7 separate regions of the Mus musculus genome follow, and regions 2, 3, 4, 5, 6 and 7 are each linked to region 1. A link is a contact called in public HiCAR-type and promoter capture Hi-C data. All regions are on one chromosome and are shown on one strand. Each heading gives the region's core, a stretch centred on a gene start, on an enhancer-like site or on the middle of the called end of the contact. The rest is flanking DNA. Distances are from core to core; before and after follow the strand shown.

Region 1 (2,760 bases), core at 163-2,662:
TGTAAGACAGCCCCCATGTGAAACATGCTCTGCACAGGATTGCTGCTGTTCCAAAAGTCACAAGATAACCCAGATCACGAGCTCTTACCTTCCACACAGTTCCACGGAATACCTGGGAAAAGTGCGCACCTTCGCGCCTCCCATCTGTAAGGTACTATGAAAATGAAGGATACATCCACGGCCACACTCCGGGCCCTCACACTCCCTGCCCCGAGTGGCCTGGATCTCTGCTGGGCTCACCCTGTTTTCATTCCATCCACTTACCAAGAAACACAGCTGTGGCCAGTTGTGGATAAAATATCTATACGTATAAATGGAGTAGGGTTCAGACAGATCTTTGGTGATCAGTCTCATGATATCAGGCATTTGGAGCTCAGATTCATATCGGACGTATCGTATCGTCCGATCCTCCCCGGGCTCGGCCTCCCTGCCCTGGGAGCTCCTTAAACTGCAGCCGGTGGTCAGAGACGAAGACAGCAGCCGCACCTGCTCGTCCATCTCCTCCTCCTCCTGCTGCTCGGTGCCCTCCACCAGTCCATTTCGGGCCGCAGCGGGGTCGCTCGCCGCCCCCGCCGCCGCCGCCGCTGCCTCTGACCGGCCGGGGAGTGCAGTTCTTGCATTGTTGGGGACCGAGTGGGGAGGTCTCTCCCCCGGGTGTCCCTCGGCTCCTTTTGTGGCAGTCACTTTGGAGGCCCCGTCGGGGGCGGCCGCCTCCGCTGCACTCAGAACCTTACTCTTGAGGGTCGCCGCGGCCCGGAGGTGTCGCAGTTCTGGGCCGATCAAGCCGTTGAGCTGCTGCTGCTGCTGCTCCGGAGGCAGCTGCGGGCAGCGAAGGCAAGAACGCGCCTTGGCCGAGGTCGCCGCCTCGCCGCCCGCTGGGCTCCCGCAGCCGCCTTCGTGCTCCTCGTCGTCCTCCTCGTCCTCGCTGCAGCAAGCGAGCGCGGCCCCCGCCGGGAACGGGCAGCGGAGCTCCGCCGCCGCTGGGGCCGCAGGCGCTGGTGGTGGGAGGAGGCTGCTAGGCCCAGGCGGTACCTCCGCCATCCTAGAAGCGACACAGCCGAGAGAGGAGGCCATGAGAGGCGGCCGACCGGCGCCAGGCAGCGCGGACTGGCGGGCCGGGGGCGGCCGAGGCGGGGGGAACAAAGGCAGAAACCGTCCCTCACCGAGTGTCCCCAACGCCGCGCCGCCCCCACGCCGCCGCGCCGGCCACCGTCCCTGGCCGCCCGAGCCCCGCCGCCGGCCGTGTCACCGCCTCCCACCCGCCCCTCCTCGCGGCTCACCCCGCGCCGCTCCCCGCCGCCGTTTCCGCCGCTCCTCTCCCTCAGCCACCGCCGCGCCGCAGTCGCCTTCACCGCCGCGGCCGCTCCGCCGCCACCACCGCCACCGCTGTCGCCGCCGCTGCCGAGCCTCTCACCCGGCCGCCGCCGCCGCCGTAAAGCGCCTCGCCTGTTACCCCGGGTAAAGTTTCCTGGGCCAAGCTTTACGACACTTCCCTGCCTGCCGGCTGCCGGGCCAGAAAAGGGGGCGTGGAGGGAGGTGACCTGTGCAGGGGCGGGGCCCGAGGTGTCTCCGGAGGGCTTCCGGGAGGCCGCGTGCCGGGGGTGGGGCTCTAGCCTGGGGTTCCAGAGGTTCCTGCGGAACTCGCCCCGCAGCCTCCCCGGGTGGGCAGGGCTAGGTGCCCTGGGAGCTGCTGGCTGTTGACATCCAACCTCTAGTGCCTTTATGCAGCTGTACTGTTACAACTTTTGCTCTGACCTGGCGCGTGGGGCAGGGAGCGCCGGCTACAAAGGCAGCAAATCCCGGCCTGGACCGCGAATTAGAGGGAATTTAAAACATTGAGCTGTGAAGATAGCATTTTGCAATTTAAAAAAAAGAAGAAGAAGAACCTTTACCTACCCCGTTGGGACAAAAGAATGGCTAGTAGTCTTGTTGCCCCATTCCTCCACCCCAAAGATTGAAGGCATAAATGTGACAAACAGGTGCCGGACAACGAAAGGCAACAACTGGGGGAAGCGACAGAGATGGTGGCGGCTAACAAGCGTACTCCTGATTTGTGGTTGTAATTGTGTTAGGTTGGGAAGCACCTGGTAAGAGTTCACGGGATCCTCCCATGTGATATGCTAAGCAGGTGTAAAAACTTTGAGCGTGTGGGTTACCTCTGCTCTAATCCACAGCTGGTAGTTTTCTGCATATCTGATCTGAGAGTTGAGTAACTCACACGCATACTAATCAAGTTACTTATTAACTTGTAGGAGCTGAAGAGATGAGTCAGCAGTAAGGAACACTAGGGTTAGATTCCCAGCACCCAAATGGCAGTTCACAACTGTCTGTAATCCCAGGTCAAAGGGAGGCTACAGCCTTTTCTGGCCTCCAAGGGCATCAGGAATGTGCACAGATACGCCTACATACAGGCAAACACCCATAACAAGTTTAAAAAGAATAAAATGTGTTAGATAGCTTTTTTATTTATTTCAACTGATTTATAGAGCTAGTCAGGTATGCCCAAGATTCATGTTTTCAGAGATAGGCTTTTATGACAGGTGTTTGCAACTTTGTGCCATAATCTAAACTGAAAAAAAAAAAAAGTGAGCTGCAGTAGTCAGCACATGTCTGGAATCCAAGTACTCAGAAGGCAAAAGTAAAAAGCTATGGAATTCAAAGGAAGCCTGGGCTGCATAGCAAAACTGTTTCTAAAAATAAATACTAAGTAAAAATAAAAATAAATTTCAAGTGAGATTAACCTGCACTGTGGCATGGTTT
Region 2 (2,809 bases), core at 38-2,537, 1.8 Mb after region 1:
TTGTTTTCTGCCTATGAGTGTTTTGCCCACAGAGGTCAGAATGTGATGGATCTTTTAGAACTGGAGTTACAGAGAGTTGTGAGCCACCACGTGGGTGCCTGGGTTTTCTGCCAGGGCAAGAAAGTGCTCTCAACTGCCAAGCAACTCTCCAGCCCCCAGTCTCAGCTATTTTAAAACAACAGTGAAACCCAAACAGGAACCACATTGTCACACACTGTTACTACGTCTTAAGGTGTCTTTTAACACCTTACAAGAACAGGTTTGTTTCCTGCAAACCATGTTTTTCAACCTATGCTGAACTTGTGACCCCATGATGTACGCCCACCCCTTTGCCTTGTTAAGTTCCTGAACACCTGTGATGACTCCCCTTCCACATGCTGTGTTCTTGCATTTATCTACCCCATAGGTAGCCTTGAACCCCGAGTGGCTCACTCTCCCGCTGGCCCAGATGCTAAAGGCACTAAGAGTCAGTTATCTCCAACGGCTCTTTTTTTTTTTTTTTTTTTTTTTTTTTTAGCAACCCTGACCCATTCCCATAAAAAGAACCTCAAAAGCCAGTGAGGGGCTGCTCTCTGAAATCTCCACTTTGGGAGACCGCAGCTGGCTGGCCAGTTTGCTTTAATCAGATATAGCTTGCTTTAATCAGCCACTCGCGAAATTGGTGTTTCTTTCCCCCATCAGATCTAACATAACCATGAATATTATGTCAGTTACCTATCTTCATCTTTCTCTTTGTATGTCCCAGAGGTCTCAGTGCTGCTATAGAGCTGCAGGCAGCTGGTCCTCTTTCCCAAGATGTTGGCAGGGAAAAAGCAAAAGCCAAACTTACAAACTCTTTCCTAATTTATCTTCCCGGTGTCTACTGGATACCGATCAGTCTACAAACACATGGTCAGCACAGCTGTCCTGGCCCAGGCGTTTTTGTTTTCTTGATATCTCATGGGATGTGTGCCTTCGTTTATGTGTCTGTTAGAAATCTCAGTTGATTTCTAAGGCAGACGTTAATTTTGCCTTAGAAAAGAAGGAGAAATGGAATAAATGATCTCGTTTAACTTAAAACCTTTGCCTTTTTTTAGCGTGGATGCTCAGCCCGTAATCCCAGCAGCACTCAGTGACAGGCAGGAGCATCTCGGTGAGTTCGAGGCCAGCCTTGTCTACATAGTGAGTTCCCAGACATAGTGAGACCTTGTCTTAAAAACCAAAACAAACAAACAAACAAACAAACACGTTTAAAAGGAAAGAAGAAAACCGGCCTGAAGAGCCAACAAGTGCGGCCCGCCCCACTGAGTTTATAGTGTGTCGCTGCCACGCCTAGCGGGTTTACCGCCTCCCTCCTCCCCCTCGCCCTCCCGCTCCCAACCCTTTGCCTTCCAAACAATTTAAATGTCGCACAGAACCAACCTATCGCAAGCCTCGTTCGAGGGGAAGGGGCGGGAGCTTCCGGAAGTGTTGGCAAAAGTCCCTCCAATCAGCGGCTGGCAGCGGGAAATTTCAGTTCCGTGAAGGGTCGGTCCGGGAGTTCCTTCTGCGGATCGGTGGAGTTTTCTGTGTTGCGACATTGTTGTGGATCCAGAAACTGCTTCAGGTAAGTGGGATCAAGAGTTCAAGGTCCTCCGTGGCTGCATACCAGCTCGAGAATGGCCTGGGACGAGACTGTCCCGAAAAAATTTAAAAATGGCCTAGGTGAGATGGCTCAACAGTTAGGAAGGAGCACTTGTTTGCAGAGTTAGCTTCCCAGCATCCCACGTAGGGCAGGTCACAAACTCCTTGTAGCTCCAGCGTCAAGAGGTCCGACACCCTCTACTGGACACCAGTATGCATCCACCCCAACACAGAAATAGACATACACATAAACAACAAGAAAAAAAACCTTTGGAAAAAATTGGCATGAAAAATGTAGATTATCCTAAAGCATTGACAGCGTATTAGAGATGAGACTCTACCCGACCTGTATGCTAGTAACCTCCCAAAATAGCCCACAAGTGTCAGTGGATTCTGCTTTTCCTGAAGACGCTGTCATTTCTCTCTAACCTGCTGTAAGTATTAGACGGAGAATCTTAAGATGAGTGCACAGGCAGGGGAGCTGACCTGAGAGGTCCACTTGACCATCACCATGACACAAGCCATTAGAGAAGAAGGACCTCAGTTGAGGAAATGACGACATGAGGTCCAGCTGTAAGGCATTTTCTCAGTTAATGATTAATGGGGAAGGGCCCAGCATCTTGTGGGTGGCAGCCATCCCTGGGCTGCAATCCTTGGTTCTGTAAGAAAGTGAAGCAAGCCAGTAAGAAGGGTCACTCTGTGGCCTCAGCACCAGCTCCTGCCTCCAGGTTCCAGCCTTGCTTGAGTTCCAGTCCTGACTTCCTTTGATGATGAATAGCAAAGTGGAAGTGTGAGCTGAATAAGCCCTTTCCTCCCCAACTTGCTTTTAGGTCATGGTGTTTTGTTGCAGCAATTGACACCCTGTCTAAGACAACCGTGTTAACAAGTTTTGCTTAAACTCTTTCTCTAGTAGTTGTGTTTGACACTTTCTCTCTTTTCCTTTTTTTCTTTTGGTGGGGAGAGGATTAAAACAAGGTTTCACATAGCTCCCACCAGCCTCCTTTGGAGCTGAGACCGACTGACCATGAGCAGGCCCTCTTGTTTTGGTTTTCCGACTGTGGTTGCACAGTATTTATCAGGCCAGCTTTAGCCAGGTGTTAAAGTCACAGGAGTGTGTTCATCACAGTAGGGTGATGCTGCGATGAAGGGTCTAGGTGGGTTTCAGACCTTACTTACTTCCTACTCATAACCCCCAAATAGGCCGTGG
Region 3 (2,700 bases), core at 31-2,530, 1.9 Mb before region 1:
AATGAGAACAGCAAAGGTTTGGCTCATAGCCTTCAGGGGCGGGCGTTCTCTGTTCCTGGAGGGAAGGAGAGAAGTGTTGAGAGGTCCAAGAAAGTGTCTTTCAAGTGATGTTTTACAGAATGGGGTTGGGGTACAGGGTGGGATGACAAAGGAGGCGAGGTGACAGTGCAGAACGCACATGGGTAGGAGAAACTTTTAAAGGGGAGGGGGGGGAAAAGGGTAAAAATCATTTTAGAGTGTAAGAGAGAATTATCAACACAAATAATCATCTTTTCTGGGGCTCGTACTATGGAATGTCTAGCACTGACAATACTAAAGATCTTCACGTTGACTACTCATGCTATGCTGCTGACAGTTCGGATGTGATGTCAGCGCAGGTCCGTGTGTCCTCTAGCAGTGGTCAGAAAGGATGTTTCAGGATCAGGGAGTTGTCAGCCTTACAAGAGTGTGGGTCGTACCTGTCACCTAACCAGACAGTGAAAAGACTGGACACAGTGAAACATAAAGAAAGATGTGCAGTCGGCTCTCAGAGAGGGAAACAATAAATACTTTGGGATTAAAGGAAATGGCGAGGAAGACTTCGCAGAAGGAAGAGCAAGCAGGGTGCTTCCCGGGCTCCAGGTTCAGACTGCCACAAACACACTCTGTCCAGTTCCCCTTGAGTGTTCTTGGCTTCTGGATTCCTCATCAAGCCCACACACATCTCTCTACCCCTTTCTTGCCCCTCCTCCCCTTGGTCAGACCCAATAGCAGAATCTTTGACTATGAGACACAGTGTCACTTCCAGCCCTGCAAGAAGCTGGACTCTTTCTCGGCAGCATCATCTTGTCAAAGGAACTGGTAAAGAGAGATCTGTGACTGAGAATGGGTGGCGAAGAAGCCAGGGAATAGAGAAAGGTTACTGTCTGTGCCTGTTCACATGGCACCCAGAGCCAGGTCCTGTGTGGGCAGTAAGAGACAGCAATAGTGAGGTGTGAGATGGCTTTAACCTACATGGAGACTGTAGACCCCTCCAGCAAGAGCAGAAAAGAGAAAGATGCTTGGTCCCTGCACATTAGATTTAGCTCATGGGTTTTATGTCTTTGTTCGTCATTTTGTTTTTTCTTCAGATTGGTAAACTAAGGTTAAATAGATAGAGTGAATGATTGTAAGTGGAGATTTTAACATTGTTGCTCAGGTTGCTCAAGGGACTGTCATCTTGCTATGTCATATTTCAACTATATCTGTGGGAGTCTTATGTTTAGAGGTTGCTACTAAGAATAGTTACCCTCACAAAAAAGGAAAACATCTGCCCTGCATTCTCCTTCCTTTTATCTTTACTGCAGACAAGATCACCATACTTACAAGATGGCAGTCTTTCTGCTGTTGCTCGCCCTTGGACTGCTTCTTGCAAAGCCTTCAGAAAGCAGAATGAAGGGGACCACAGAACAATTTTCACAGGAAGAGATGCAACCTGCTGCAAAACAGACTCTAGAGGAATCAGCAAACTCAACCCTGTCAGACAAAAATACTGGCCTCAGCATATCCAAACATGTGATGTCTGCCACACCCCTAACACCCAGAAGGCTATCTTTTATTATCCCCAAGGGAAATACTATGAGAGATGGCAGGAACTGTGTAAACAGCCTAAGAGTCTGGAGAACCGAGGTAGACGGGAATGCATCCTGTCAGTTGGGCAATGACTTTATACATGGCTCCATGGATGTGAGCCTCAGAATTCCCAAGGCCACCCGAGGGAAGTGTGAACAAACACCCAAGCCAAGCAGCAGTGGGAGCCTAGGACTGGAGCGTACCACGTGCAAGGTCCTTGCAGGCCACCAGTGCCTCAGGTCCCATGAGCACAGCATCACCTCATTAAAGAAAATCCTGACAGTGCTGGCCAGCAATTCTCTGATGAGCTGGTTAGTTAGTGGCTGTAAATTGTAAGTCACAGGCTTTGGGACTAAAGAAGGACAAGTTCAAGGTCATTGTTGCTTCTCTCCTTCTGCCTCACACATCTTTCCTTTAGTACGTGGTGAACACTATTGGTACTAACCGGATGAGCGAAACAAAGTAGCAGCACAAATTAATTAAAACTTGTAGCTGACCCTAGAACACACACTCATCTTCCCGCTCTCACTCTTGTTCCCACAACCTGAACTCCTTCCTGGTTTAACTATCAAGCTACCCCAGAGCTGAGTTTGCCCAAGTGGACAAAGGTAAGGAGAGAAACTCCAGGTCAGATAGTGTGAATGAGGGTGAGGTACATACTCAGTCCTGCTCTTCCAAGGATAGTGAGCATGTGTGTGCCCCTGAACACGCCTGCCTGCCACCCAGCTGTGGTGGCTTGTCCTCGGGGAGACGTCTCGGCATCAACAGATCCAGCACTGTACAACCTGCATTCCCCTGTTGCTATCTCAGGACCACTGCAAAGAGGAAGCAAAGCTCCTGTCACCGCTAGGTAAAGTCTGGCTACTCACGAGCTGTGCCTGCCGAGAGGCAAATTATAGGAAATAGAGGTAGTGATGTGTCAAGTATATGGCAAGTTTCAAGCAGGGTTATCTTCCATCTTGATGCTTTCTCTACCAATCTTAAGCCCGCAGAGTTAACAGTGCATGAAGCACAGACCGTTACCAGGTTGTTATTCATTGTTGTGCAAATGTATGCGCCTGTTTCCCCTCTTATCCTTCATCCCAAGGCAACTCTTTTTTTTTTTTTTAA
Region 4 (2,748 bases), core at 168-2,667, 1.9 Mb before region 1:
AATAGTTCCAACTCTTGTGCAGACTCAGTTTACCCATTCTTAACCAGGTAGTGCTCACAGGAATCCGGGTTGGCAGTGCTATGTAGACTAGACATGTAGCAAACTACCTGCAGCTGGGGTGGCAATGTGATAAACACCCTTCTCCTAGGTATACTCTCCCTACTTTGTGTATCTTCATAACAGTCCAACTGGACTAGAACACCCTGTGCCTGGTCTTCCTCCTGTCTTTCCTCCTTTCTCCCCTCAACCTAGCATCTTTTGATCTTGGTTCATGTTCCTCTTTGTTTTTAAGGAGCGTCCATAACTTTTTCTTTTTTCTTCCTTCTTTTTTTTTTTTAGGAAAGAATTGAGTAGGAAATACTGCTGAAAGTACTTCCTGATTCCGGGTTTTCCTTTTTTTTTTTTTTTTTTTTTTTTCTTTTCTTTTCTTTCCTTTTTCTTTTTGGAGACAGGCTTTCTCTGGGTAGCCCTGGCTGTCCTGGAACTCACTTTATAGACCAGACTGGCCTTGAACTCAGAGATCTGCCTGCCTCTACCACCCCAGTGCTGAAATTAAAGGTGTGGACCACCACCACCAGACTCGGGGTTTTCCTTATTATTCCTGCCAAGCCAAGCTTGTTATGGAGGAAACACGACAGATCACATGCCCTTCTGCAAATGGCTTCCTAAGCCTTTGGGGGCTTTTAATCACAATTGAAGAAACCCTCCTATATCTCCATCTCCTTGATCGAAATCCCATTAATTGCTTCCCAGATACAAACCACACCAAATAATCCTGTTTTCATTTTAAATTTTAACTCTTACTCGTTTTCTTTTTAATGTGCAAGTTTGAGTCCAGAAAGCGTAAGGGGTGTTAGTCAGTTTCACTAAAATAGATGAACTGCTAGAAAGAGCACAGAGGAAAAGAAGCAGAGAGTTGAACACCCACAAGGAAGAATCTTACCAAAGCTGGCCAGCTTTCCTCCGACTGGGAATGTGTCCAGCTGCGTGCTCCTGGAGACAGGGTCCTGCGGTGTGAAGCTAGAGGCTCCTCACAGGCTGGTAATATACAGTGCTCATGTGACGGGGTGGGGAGAACCTATCTAAGGATCTTTACTTTGGCAGCGACTTGTAAACCAAGGCCACTAATCATGGGCAAACAAGGAGTCATTCACCTTTCCCCTGAGCATGCCTGGGTCAAATATTAACCACCTGGTGGACCACACATCTCTTTCAGCAATGATAATGTTTGCTAAGCACGGCCTTTTGTTCCTAAGCTGCCTCTTTCCTTATGTGTATGGTCCTTATCCTTGCTCAGGGTAGGACTGAAGTTTCACTGTGCATATGCCATAGATCCAAAAACATATTATCCCTGACGTTCAGGCCAACTTCAGGAACTACTTTGAAAGAAGTCTAAAGGAAGGAGTGAGGCAACTGTGCCCCCACCTCTCCAACCCCCAGAAATACACACAGCACTTCCTGGGCTCCTCCTCCCTCTGTCCATCCTCTGGAGAAAAAAGAATATATATTTATGGCTACTCAGCTTCCTGTTCTTTAAAGCACAGTTGCAAAACCAGCTGTCTACATCTAAGCATTATGGGAACCAAGTACAGAAGAAATTATGCATGTCTGCTCTGCTTATGAGGTAACTCTAAGATCGAAGAGTAGACAAGCCACGGGGTCAGACTTCTAAAACCCAGAAAGTACACAGTGAGGTAGTGAAGAAATCTACTAGAATTGTTCTAACAGATTCATCTTCAAGGCTGGACAGATCGCTCAGTGGTTGCAGGCACTTACTCAGGTTCAGTTCTCAGACCCACATGGCAGTTCCCAACCATATGTAGTGATGCCTTCATCTGGTCTCCCTGGGCATTGCATATGTGTGGTACACAGACATACATGCAGATAAATAAATACATACAATTTTAAAAGTTGCCATACATTTATCTTGTATATAGGGCAAAGTTGCAATATTTTAGCTCCTTGTCAATTTCTAGATTTTGCTCCATCATTGTGTAGATATTTATGTGTGATTTAAGCTGTACTAATTTCTAAAAGCAAAAATAGGGATGGGAGACCTACAGGTTGTCAGCGGAGTAGAGGTGGAGGCAGGGGCAAAGCATCTCTCACTGTGTGGAAGCGTGCTGGGGATGTCTGAGGTGAGTCTGGGCACAAAAAAAAAAAAAAAAAAAAAAAAACGAGAGCATCAGCTGACTCGCCGTAGCAGGAGGAAGAATTCAGCACTCCAGCATCTTCAGACTCCCTCAGCAAGGCTGGTCCTCTGTGTGGCAGGAACAGGGAACCCTCAGAAAGCAGCAAAAATGCAAGCAGGCAGCTTTGGGGCGCTGACTTGCAGACATGTTCACACCCGGACTTGGGAACACTTGGGGAAGACTGCACTGGTATAAAGGACCCACAGTACGGTCGGGATGGATCTGGATTCACTTCCGTTGGTGTAACTGAAGAAATGGGCTGCCAACATTCCTTTAAGTTAGTTAATCTCAGTGTCTCTCCATTGGGTGGATCCTTTCCAGAGAAGAATTTTTACTTACTCATTTCTATATTCTCAGTGACTGACACATAAGTCCTCATCAACTGATCTAGAGCCTCTAACCACGAAAAACATTCTGGGCTTCTCTTTAAAGGTTCAGAGATGCAAGATTTGGTAGCAGTTATTAAATAAACTTGATTGCTAAGCCGAGCAATCTCTGGCTGTGGGAGCTGGAAGATGCTTCCCCTGGGGTCTGATGAGGTCATTGGAGGTGTTGC
Region 5 (2,700 bases), core at 43-2,542, 2.0 Mb after region 1:
ATTATCTCCCTAGGCATAGGGGACTCCGGTGAGTGCCATGCACCATAACTCATGCCTTGAGAGAGGCCAGAGGGTTTTCTAGAGTGGCAGGTGTGTGTGTTGTATACATTTTAAACGACTGAACAATTTTCAAGTCACAACTTCTCCAGTCTTTAAAGCAGGAGAGAGGCAGGGCTCATGCTTTTAATCCCACCGTTTGGAAGTGTGAGGCAGGCAGATCATTTGAATTAAAGGCCTTCCTGGTGGTCGACATAGAGAACTCCAGGCCAGACAGAGCTGCACTGTGAGACTTGGTCTCAAAAAGTAAAACAAAGCACAACAAAAGAATGACACCCAGCACTTGGGAGGCAGAGGCAGGTGGATTTCTGAGTTCGAGGCCAACCTGGTCTACAAAGTGAGCTCCAGGACAGCCAGGGCTATACAGAGAAACCCTGTCTCGAAAAAACAAAAAAAAAAAACAAAAAAAAAAAAAACAAAAAAAAGAATGACTCCAGTAGAAGTATAAACAAGGATGGGGGTGAGGGTGTGTGGGACAACGACTCGTGAGCCCTCACCCTAGACAAAGAGCCACAGGTGACCGAGGAATGCTTAGACTGAGGTAATCTTCCCTAGGACAGAGAACACCAATACCAGATTAGCCCCGAAAATGTATACACACAAGAGACATTAACCAGACTGAGCAAGTTGTATTTATATATTTAGAAACACACATACATACATACATAAGAACTGTTAAAAAAAGAGACTGAATGTAAAAGAGAACAAGGTGTGGGGGGGGGCGGGGTGAAGGTATTTGGGAAGGTTTGGAAGGAAGAAAGGGAAAACAGACAGGAAATTATTGTAATCTCGGAAAAAAAAAAGCTAAAAAGAAAAAAAATATTTAAAAAAGAGCACAAGGTTGCTTATCACCAGAATATTTGCTCCACCCTGCCTGCCCCAGCAAGGTCACCTGTTAGTTAGCTCATCTTTCTCAGGGCAACTAGACCACAGCATTTTTGCGAACACGCCCCCTTTTCCGGTGGAAAGTGAGGGAGAATCGGTGTTTCTATCTCGGAGGTTCCAGCTCCCCGGATTCTTGGCTTTTTGTAGACTCAGTTCTTCCTTTTATAAGTCGAGGGGGTCTAACCAGAAGCTTGTCTTGTGTAACTGCGGGGGTTTAGGGGCCACCCAGGAGGGCGGGGCTCAGGGGCGGGGAGAGATCCATGACGCAAGAGGCTCCGGCCAATGAAAATATCTCGCGGCGCCGGCCGAGTCGCCCTGCCATAAAAAGAGAGGCGCGGCGGGGCTCCCCAGCCGGCGACTGCCCTAGACTCCGAGAGTGTCCCTAGGTGCTGAGCCCCAGTCCGGGTGACGGCCACAGGTTACGGCCGCCGGCTAAGCTGAGCCGCAGCGCTTGTTAGCACCCTAGGGTGTCTCGGGAGCGGTCGCGCCGGGTCCATGGAGAAGCCGCGGGGAGTCAGGTGCACCAATGGGTTCTCCGAGCGGGAGCTGCCGCGGCCCGGGGCCAGCCCGCCTGCCGAGAAGTCCCGGCCGCCCGAGGCCAAGGGCGCACAGCCGGCCGACGCCTGGAAGGCAGGGCGGCACCGCAGCGAGGAGGAAAACCAGGTGAACCTCCCCAAACTGGCGGCCGCTTACTCGTCCATTCTGCTCTCGCTGGGCGAGGACCCCCAGCGGCAGGGGCTGCTCAAGACGCCCTGGAGGGCGGCCACCGCCATGCAGTACTTCACCAAGGGATACCAGGAGACCATCTCAGGTCCGTGCGTGCGCCGGGGTGTGCTGGGCGCCAGGAGGCGGCTTCAGGAAGCGTGGGCAGCTCCGGGAACTTTCCCGAGTTGCTTCACTTTTGGCGCAGGGAGCCAAGTTGTCAGGTCCCGGTCCCAGCTGTGGCCCCAGAGCCTCCACCTGGCGGAGGCGAGGGTCCCTCCTGGCTGGCACTCAGGGCTCTGGGGAGGGTGAATGCATAGCCACTACACTGAACTCCGGGGCGGGAAGGGATGTGAGACCCTCTTACCCCAGCGCTCAGAACGCGATTAGGCACGTGCAGCATCCACCGTTCCCCCCCCCCCCCGCAAGGATCCCGTGGACACTTGTTGATGGGACGCGTCTTGCTTTTGGGTGAAGCCAGGTTTCCGTTACACCCCGTGAGCCAAGTAAAGTTAGGTACTTGTAATGGGGTAGGGAACTTCAGAGAACTGGAATTTGCATCCAACTACTCTAGCTTAGGACTTTACACCAAAATTTGGCACAATTCTGGATTCGGACTTCCTAGCAGTTTGAGGTGTGGACTTTTCTTGAGCTAGCATTATTGCTGAAAGTCTTTAATGTTTGCTCCCTCAAAGAATAAAGGGACACTCCACCCCACCCCCGCGCTGATACTCTGATGGTTGAAGTTCACTGGACCTGGGATTCCGTGCTTTTGCCCTCCTAGCCACCCACCTCCACCCCCGCCGCCTAAAATCCACAGTCTGAGCCTGCTGGCATCAAGTCTTTCCCAGCCAGTGACGAGGCAGTTGCTGTGGGTACAGAGGCAGGGTGAAGAGGAAGTGGAAAGCAGGGCCTTGCTGCCTATTTGGTTAAGCAGTGTTGGCCTTTATAAAAAAGAAGCTCTGGTTCCTTTGGCTGAGTTCAAAGGCCTCATTTCCAGTTTACATCTGGGCATCTCTGTGACGTGTGTCTTTGCCTCCACCATTACACACGGAA
Region 6 (2,886 bases), core at 164-2,663, 2.0 Mb before region 1:
TGCGCTCTCGTGGCAGTTCTTCCGACCGTTCTTGCAGGTGATATTGTGCAAACTGCAGGTAGCAGCCACATTCTGGAAAGATTCATGCAGAAAGGTGTTTATCTGTTTACAGTGTTGGGTATAATTGTTGACACCGCGCATGGCTGTGTTGCATGGTTGACGACTTGTCTGTACGTGCTGAATTTCAAACCAGTGTGCCCTGGAGAGACCCTTAGGCTGAGAGCAAAGTAGATACATCGGCTCCCACAGCTCAAGCAGCAATAGGAGAGGAAGGTACCTGGGAAGGTCTACCACCATGTTTTCTGTGTAGGGAAAAGGAAGATTGTGGTGATAGAAGAAGCAATAAGAGCAAACGTATCTATCACAACTAGCTTGATTTTTCCCCCTTCCTTTTATGATTTCATAGCTCCTAAAAAATGAAGTAAGCTAGTCTCATATTCAAATTCTATGAAAAATTTGAAATCCAATAAGGAGGTCAGAGACGAGTAGGCTGGCCTGATTGTCACCTCTCATCCTCTTTGACCTAAATTCATACATGAATGCTTCCTGTTGGGATCACAGCACAAATGCCCGTGCATCCACAGATCTTCAGAGAAACCAGAAATGTTAAGCACACAAGATTGTCTTTCCAGTGGGAAAGAGGAAAACCCCCGACCTTCCATCCAGAAAGCTGACAACTGGAAGTGGTTAACATTCTGGTGACCTGTGTTATCGGTTGGGCCAGCTATATGAAGCTCCTGCAACCAGGACTGAAGGTTGCTCTTAATATAAATGACTCTTACAGTCAGAGGCTCCCCCAAGGTTCCATAACAAGGACCAGAATTGACTAATGACCCAAATGACCTCTATGCTCTCTGTATGCCTGAAACCAGGCCAGACCTTTAAGCCCTTAAGCTAGTACAGGTAGCTTATCTTTAGAACCTATTTCTTTGAAGAAATGACACTACCCTGAGTTGAGTTTCAATGTTACTACAGTTCCTTGTGCATCAGAGATTGAATTATGCCAGGAAACTTTTTTTTCCAAATTATACTGGGTTTAAATACACTGGGAATAAACCGCCTGTTATTAGACTCTCAGAAGTCCGATCCAGTCAATTTGTACCCAATCTTCACTCTTATCTCTTCGTGGGGTTCCCTTCCCTGTATGATACCTGCAGTAACACCCCCCATCCTCCCGCTGCAGCTTCCACCTGTCATCCCTTGGTCCATGTTTATCTTCCCTCTCCAGTTGGCATTTCCCAGACAACTCCGCTGCCTGGCCAGGGGCCTGAAGCACCTCTCTTACCTGCTGGTTGTGCTGGGCTCCTATGGTGAACAGGGCCAGATGATCCGTCCCAGGCTCAGAATATTTTGTTTGTTTCTCTTCTTCAAGCCGGTCACAGCTGCCTAGGTGGGGCACAGGAAGGCTTATTTTTAAGCCTATGAAAGAGAAACCTTAGATTTTGCAGAAGTACAGTGGGGTAAGACTCTCCACCTCCTAGTGAGCTCTTTAACAGTTCCAATGTCAGCGAAGAGGAAGAACAAACTCAACTCAAAAACCAAGTAGCCTCAAAGCTCAGAGGTTTAAGGACCTGATCACTTGCTGTGGGCTTAGCACTTCCTTTTTCACTGTAGCTTCCGTTTTTGAAGCCCTATGATTTTAGGTTTTTTTAACAAAAAAAAAAAAAAAATATATATATATATATATATAGCTGGTGCTTTTGGCCTCTTTGGGCACCTGCAATTACATTCATATAGTTCCTTTACCCCATACGCATCTTTAAAAATAGCTTTAAAAAAAAAACAACAACAAAAAAAACTTTTAATTGATTTTTTGAGAATTTCACATCATGCACCCAATCCCTCTCGTCACTCATCCCTCCGTATCCGCACTCCACCTTTGCACCTTCCCCACGGAAAGAAAACAAACATCTCACAGAGTGTATAACAGTATGTGCCACAGTAGACCCTTTTGTCCAAACATCTTTACTTGCAGATGTTCATTGCAGTGAGTCTTTGGTCTGGTTTGGGGACTCTGGCTTCTGCTAAACTATCAATACTGGATCCTCACTGGGACTCCTCTGGGATATCCTGTTATTGCCATGAGTCCTGGAGATCTTGCAGCTATGGTTCTGGAGGACCTGCCCCTTCATGTGCTCTGCCATAGATAGGGTAGATGTAAGGGTGGGCAAACTCAAAGCCCTGGATCTGGGCCTGGGTAGTAGCTGAGTTGGTGAGCCTAATAGCTCTCCTTTGCTCACACCAACTTGGCCAGATCTACTGTACTGCCCAGGCAAGGTTTAGGGTGCTCTCCAAATGCTACAGCTGGCAAGGGGTGGGGCCAGCTCTCCTATCTGCTTCAGGTGGCTAGCAGTCGGGGGAGGGGAGGCATCTCTCCCACGCCCACACCAACAGATGGCCCCTGAGGACAGCCAGTGTTTCTGCACTCATACCCTTGGGGCCCAGGTCACCCACAATCCTTAAAACCAGGGCCAGTTCTACTGTGCTTCTCCATATGGTGGGGGAGGGAGCTGATTTGAGCTGCAGCTGATGAAGGCCTGAGCCCTCTCCCACACTGCCCAAGTGAGGGATAGGATCAGCTTAGCATAGCCTAGTCCCAGGTGGCAGTCTAGACCAGAGACAGCCACACAGCCTTTGGTGATATCATGGGCCACAGACATCAACACAGACCCCTCCTTCTGCAGGGCCATGAACCCAGACATGGTTCTCAGTGGGAGCACAGGCCAGGATCTCATCATGACCACAAGCTATTCACATTAGGCTGTTCCTCACTGCCTTTGAGTCTCCAGTTCCCTCTCTCTTCATAGAGCACACATCCTTATGTCTCTCTTTCTTTTCCATTTCTCCACCACTCACTTGCTCATCTTAGTGGCACCTGTGCCTCTG
Region 7 (2,700 bases), core at 195-2,694, 1.9 Mb after region 1:
AACCGATACAATATGGCCACAAACCTTTGTCTATTTTCAAAGCAGAGAGCAACTAAAAAAAAAAAAGCAATTTCCTAAGTACTGCACAAACTTATTTGGTGGCAAAAGCTGACCCGACATTATTTATCCATTTCATTTTCCACCCACTCCCCGCTATAGTCTGAATAGTTACAACTGCTGAATTTTTTTCTTTCCTTCCCTAAAGTTTTGGGACTTGAATTTAGGACCTTGTAGCAAGCCGGGCTAGCACTTATCTACAGGCTCACCCTGTGCAAATATTACTAATTAACAGTCCCCGAGTCTAGGGCTCCTCTATAGTTAACAGTCACAGAATCTCAAGATTGCTGAATTCCTAAGGTTCCTGAGCCCAACGCTCAACCTCTGTAGGGAGAATGAAGATGACACCGATTCCTTCTGTAATCAAAAAGAACATTCCAACCTCGGCAGCTGCAGGAAAAAGTTTTTGAAGGGAAGTGTTCTAGAGAGTGGCTCCAATACTCCACGACTAAAAACTGCCCTCCTCCCCACCCAAGGAGCGCCACTAACAAAGACTTCCGAGGGCGACTCCAGCTTCTGAGGGTTTGGCCTCCAAACAGGCCTTTCGCACATGGGGGAGGGGGCAACACGTGTGTGTTTCTGTAGTAGGCTGTTACACATCTACGGTGGGGTCTGGTTTAGATACTTCAACTTTAGGATTCGTGAAAACATTACTTTCAGTTTTCATGGCAGGGAGGAAAAAAAATGGTTCAAGCGTTCTAGCTAGCTCAAAGGAGAACGTCACTCACTCAGCCCATGGCACCTTCTGTCCCCCGTAGTCATTTAAAGAATGGGTAATTACGATCAGCGAGAAGCTTGTCACACAGAATTATCAGGCGCCAGACCTTGCTGTAAGGATTCGGGTCTCCTCCACTGTCGTTTTTATTAGAAATTAGTGGCTGGGATACCGGTGGAGGGGCAAGGGGACGGGGGGGGGGTGTGGGGGACAAACAAGCTGCCCTTTAGGGTTAAGGGAACAAAGGGAATCCGGGATCAACCGGAGCGAACCAGCCCCCAGCCGGTCACGCAGGCGGATGTGGGGGAGGGTCGCCCGCTCCCGCCTAACCCCTCACCCCCCGCCCGCCCCCGCCCAAGCCTGGCATGACGTGGGCGCCCCGGAACCCGACGGGCGCGACATTAGATCCCTCGGTCGCCTGGTTCCCGGGGGACCCTCCCCATCGAAAGCTCTAGAGCCGCCAGGCCCCCCGGGACCCCGCGTCTTCGCATCGTCTCCCGCCAGCCTCGCGCCCCGCCGCAGGCGCCCAAGCGGACTCACCCGGCAGGATCCGAGTCCTAGGCGCGGCACAGTGGCGGCGGTGAGTCCAGAGAGACGGGCAATGGAGACCCGCTGAAGGCCTGATGGACCGAGACGACAGCGACACGGCTCCTCCTGGCACCGGAAAAGGAAGCGGGGAGGCCGACCTGGCCGCCCGTTATTTCCGCCCGCCCCGCCCAGCTTGCACTGCGCCTCCAGCCGGCCGCCCACGAAACTGCAGGCAGGGCCGCGTGGCTCCGGGAGCCTGGGCTGTTTCCCTCTGGGTGGAGCGCGGGAAGGTTTCCCTGCTTCCTGAGTCCAAAAGACCCAAAGGAAACCCCCTGGCCGGTGATGCTCACCGCAACCCAGGGACTGAAAGCGGAGTTTGGATTCTCTGTGTTTAGAGGTTTTTGTAGACAGGCTCCAAGCTGGCTGTCAGTAGTCCTGTTAAAATCGAGGGTAAAGAGATGAGGGAAAAGGGAAGTCTTTCTAAAGGTCTTGCGAATGAAAACTTTTAAAAGCATATGTCTGCAGAGACTGAGTTGTATAAGTTGGAATTTCAGTACTGTGGAAAGATTGGAATGTTGCAGGTCCAGGGGCTAATTACCTTATCTTGGGCTAGTGCTAGCCCTCCAGAATAGCCACCTCTGTGTCAAAACTAATATCTTGTGGCAATAAGATTAAAAACCTTTTAGGTCTATTAACAGGCAACTAGCCTCTGCCAATCCAAAAGCTAAGAATGTCATCGGATAATGTCTTAGATGTATAGAAAAGCTTCCTCTATCTTGATGTACCCTCCAATGTATCCATCCACCAGTGTGTTTTAAACTTTGCCTTGATTTATAGCGTTCTCTGTTCTGTAAAACTAAAAACCTCGTGATACTGGTTCCATGTTGGGACATGGAATTTGAGGTAACCTAAATTTGTGTTTTGGTGCCATCATCATTCAAAAATGGGTCCAGAATAAGCTATCTCTGATTCCCTTTAAGTTTTAAATTAAGAATAGTGGCCTCAACCTGTGGTTTATGAACCCTTTGGGCGTCGACTCTTTCATAGGGGTCGAATATCAGATATTTACATTATTTATAACAGTAGCAAAAATACAGTTATGAAGTAGCCATGAACTAATTTTCTGGTTGGGGGTTACCACAACATGAGGAATGGTATTAAAGAGTCACAGTATTAGGAAGGTTGATAAGCCACTGCTGTAAGATGAGAGGTGTTGGGTTTTTGAGACTGGCCTCTGTTTCTGGGAGACTCAAAACTGACATACCAGAAAGCAAAATCTAAATCTACATACAGATTTTCAGCCGGTCGTGGTGGCGCACACCTTTAATCCCAGCACTTGAGAGGCAGAGGCAGACAGATTTCTGAGTTTGAGGCCAGCTTGGTCTACAAAGTGAGTTCCA

What was found. Promoter capture Hi-C pulls out the DNA fragments that hold promoters and counts their contacts. HiCAR-type assays count read pairs that join an accessible place to other places. Capture Hi-C pulls out chosen DNA fragments and counts their contacts.
Region 2: a contact with region 1 is called in a promoter capture Hi-C map of adipose tissue, with 2.6 times the contacts expected there. The contact joins the promoter of Dlgap5 here to the promoter of Naa30 in region 1. A contact is called at or near these places in 2 of 39 promoter capture datasets (embryonic stem cells and pre-B cells), 1 of 115 datasets of contacts at active chromatin or transcription factors (astrocytes) and 1 of 9 other capture datasets (adipose tissue).
Region 3: a contact with region 1 is called in a HiCAR-type map of astrocytes, with 5 times the contacts expected there. The contact joins the promoter of Rnase11 here to the promoter of Naa30 in region 1. A contact is called at or near these places in 8 of 39 promoter capture datasets (the 3T3-L1 cell line, 3T3-L1-derived adipocytes, HPC-7-derived erythroid cells and 5 more), 1 of 115 datasets of contacts at active chromatin or transcription factors (astrocytes) and 3 of 9 other capture datasets (adipose tissue, embryonic stem cells and liver).
Region 4: a promoter capture Hi-C map of liver shows a contact between it and region 1, with 3 times the contacts expected there. The contact joins the promoter of Ang here to the promoter of Naa30 in region 1. A contact is called at or near these places in 2 of 115 datasets of contacts at active chromatin or transcription factors (acute myeloid leukemia and embryonic forebrain) and 2 of 9 other capture datasets (adipose tissue and liver).
Region 5: a promoter capture Hi-C map of pre-B cells shows a contact between it and region 1, with 4 times the contacts expected there. The contact joins the promoter of Gch1 here to the promoter of Naa30 in region 1. A contact is called at or near these places in 2 of 39 promoter capture datasets (hippocampal neurons and pre-B cells) and 1 of 115 datasets of contacts at active chromatin or transcription factors (embryonic forebrain).
Region 6: a contact with region 1 is called in a promoter capture Hi-C map of pre-B cells. The contact joins the promoter of Rnase6 here to the promoter of Naa30 in region 1. A contact is called at or near these places in 4 of 39 promoter capture datasets (cranial neural crest, hippocampal neurons, liver and 1 more).
Region 7: a contact with region 1 is called in a promoter capture Hi-C map of pre-B cells, with 3 times the contacts expected there. The contact joins the promoter of Mapk1ip1l here to the promoter of Naa30 in region 1. A contact is called at or near these places in 4 of 39 promoter capture datasets (cranial neural crest, hippocampal neurons, liver and 1 more), 1 of 484 Hi-C or Micro-C datasets (CD4 T cells) and 1 of 115 datasets of contacts at active chromatin or transcription factors (astrocytes).

What each region holds. Positions count from the first base shown.
Region 1 is chr14:49,170,898-49,173,657 of GRCm38.p6, reverse strand. It overlaps Naa30 (N(alpha)-acetyltransferase 30, NatC catalytic subunit), which reads right to left and starts at 1,412. Exons shown (of 5, transcript NM_027492.2): 1 at 1,281-1,412; 2 at 265-1,042. The coding sequence starts at 1,041.
Region 2 is chr14:47,416,885-47,419,693 of GRCm38.p6, reverse strand. It overlaps Dlgap5 (DLG associated protein 5), which reads left to right and starts at 1,287. Exons shown (of 19, transcript NM_144553.2): 1 at 1,287-1,585.
Region 3 is chr14:51,048,743-51,051,442 of GRCm38.p6, reverse strand. Rnase11 (ribonuclease, RNase A family, 11 (non-active)) reads left to right here and starts at 1,280. Exons shown (of 1, transcript NM_001011877.2): 1 at 1,280-1,992. The coding sequence starts at 1,348. The coding sequence ends at 1,926.
Region 4 is chr14:51,094,669-51,097,416 of GRCm38.p6, reverse strand. Ang (angiogenin, ribonuclease, RNase A family, 5) reads right to left here and starts at 1,417. Exons shown (of 2, transcript NM_007447.3): 1 at 944-1,417. It overlaps Rnase4 (ribonuclease, RNase A family 4), which reads right to left and starts at 1,417. Exons shown (of 2, transcript NM_201239.3): 1 at 944-1,417.
Region 5 is chr14:47,188,005-47,190,704 of GRCm38.p6, reverse strand. Gch1 (GTP cyclohydrolase 1) reads left to right here and starts at 1,292. Exons shown (of 6, transcript NM_008102.4): 1 at 1,292-1,753. The coding sequence starts at 1,438.
Region 6 is chr14:51,127,564-51,130,449 of GRCm38.p6, reverse strand. Rnase6 (ribonuclease, RNase A family, 6) reads right to left here and starts at 1,413. Exons shown (of 2, transcript NM_030098.3): 1 at 1,286-1,413; 2 at 1-302. The coding sequence starts at 297.
Region 7 is chr14:47,297,018-47,299,717 of GRCm38.p6, reverse strand. Mapk1ip1l (mitogen-activated protein kinase 1 interacting protein 1-like) reads right to left here and starts at 1,444. Exons shown (of 4, transcript NM_178684.6): 1 at 1,313-1,444. Gm35078 reads right to left here. Exons shown (of 2, transcript XM_006519856.4): 2 at 1,313-1,735. The coding sequence ends at 1,330.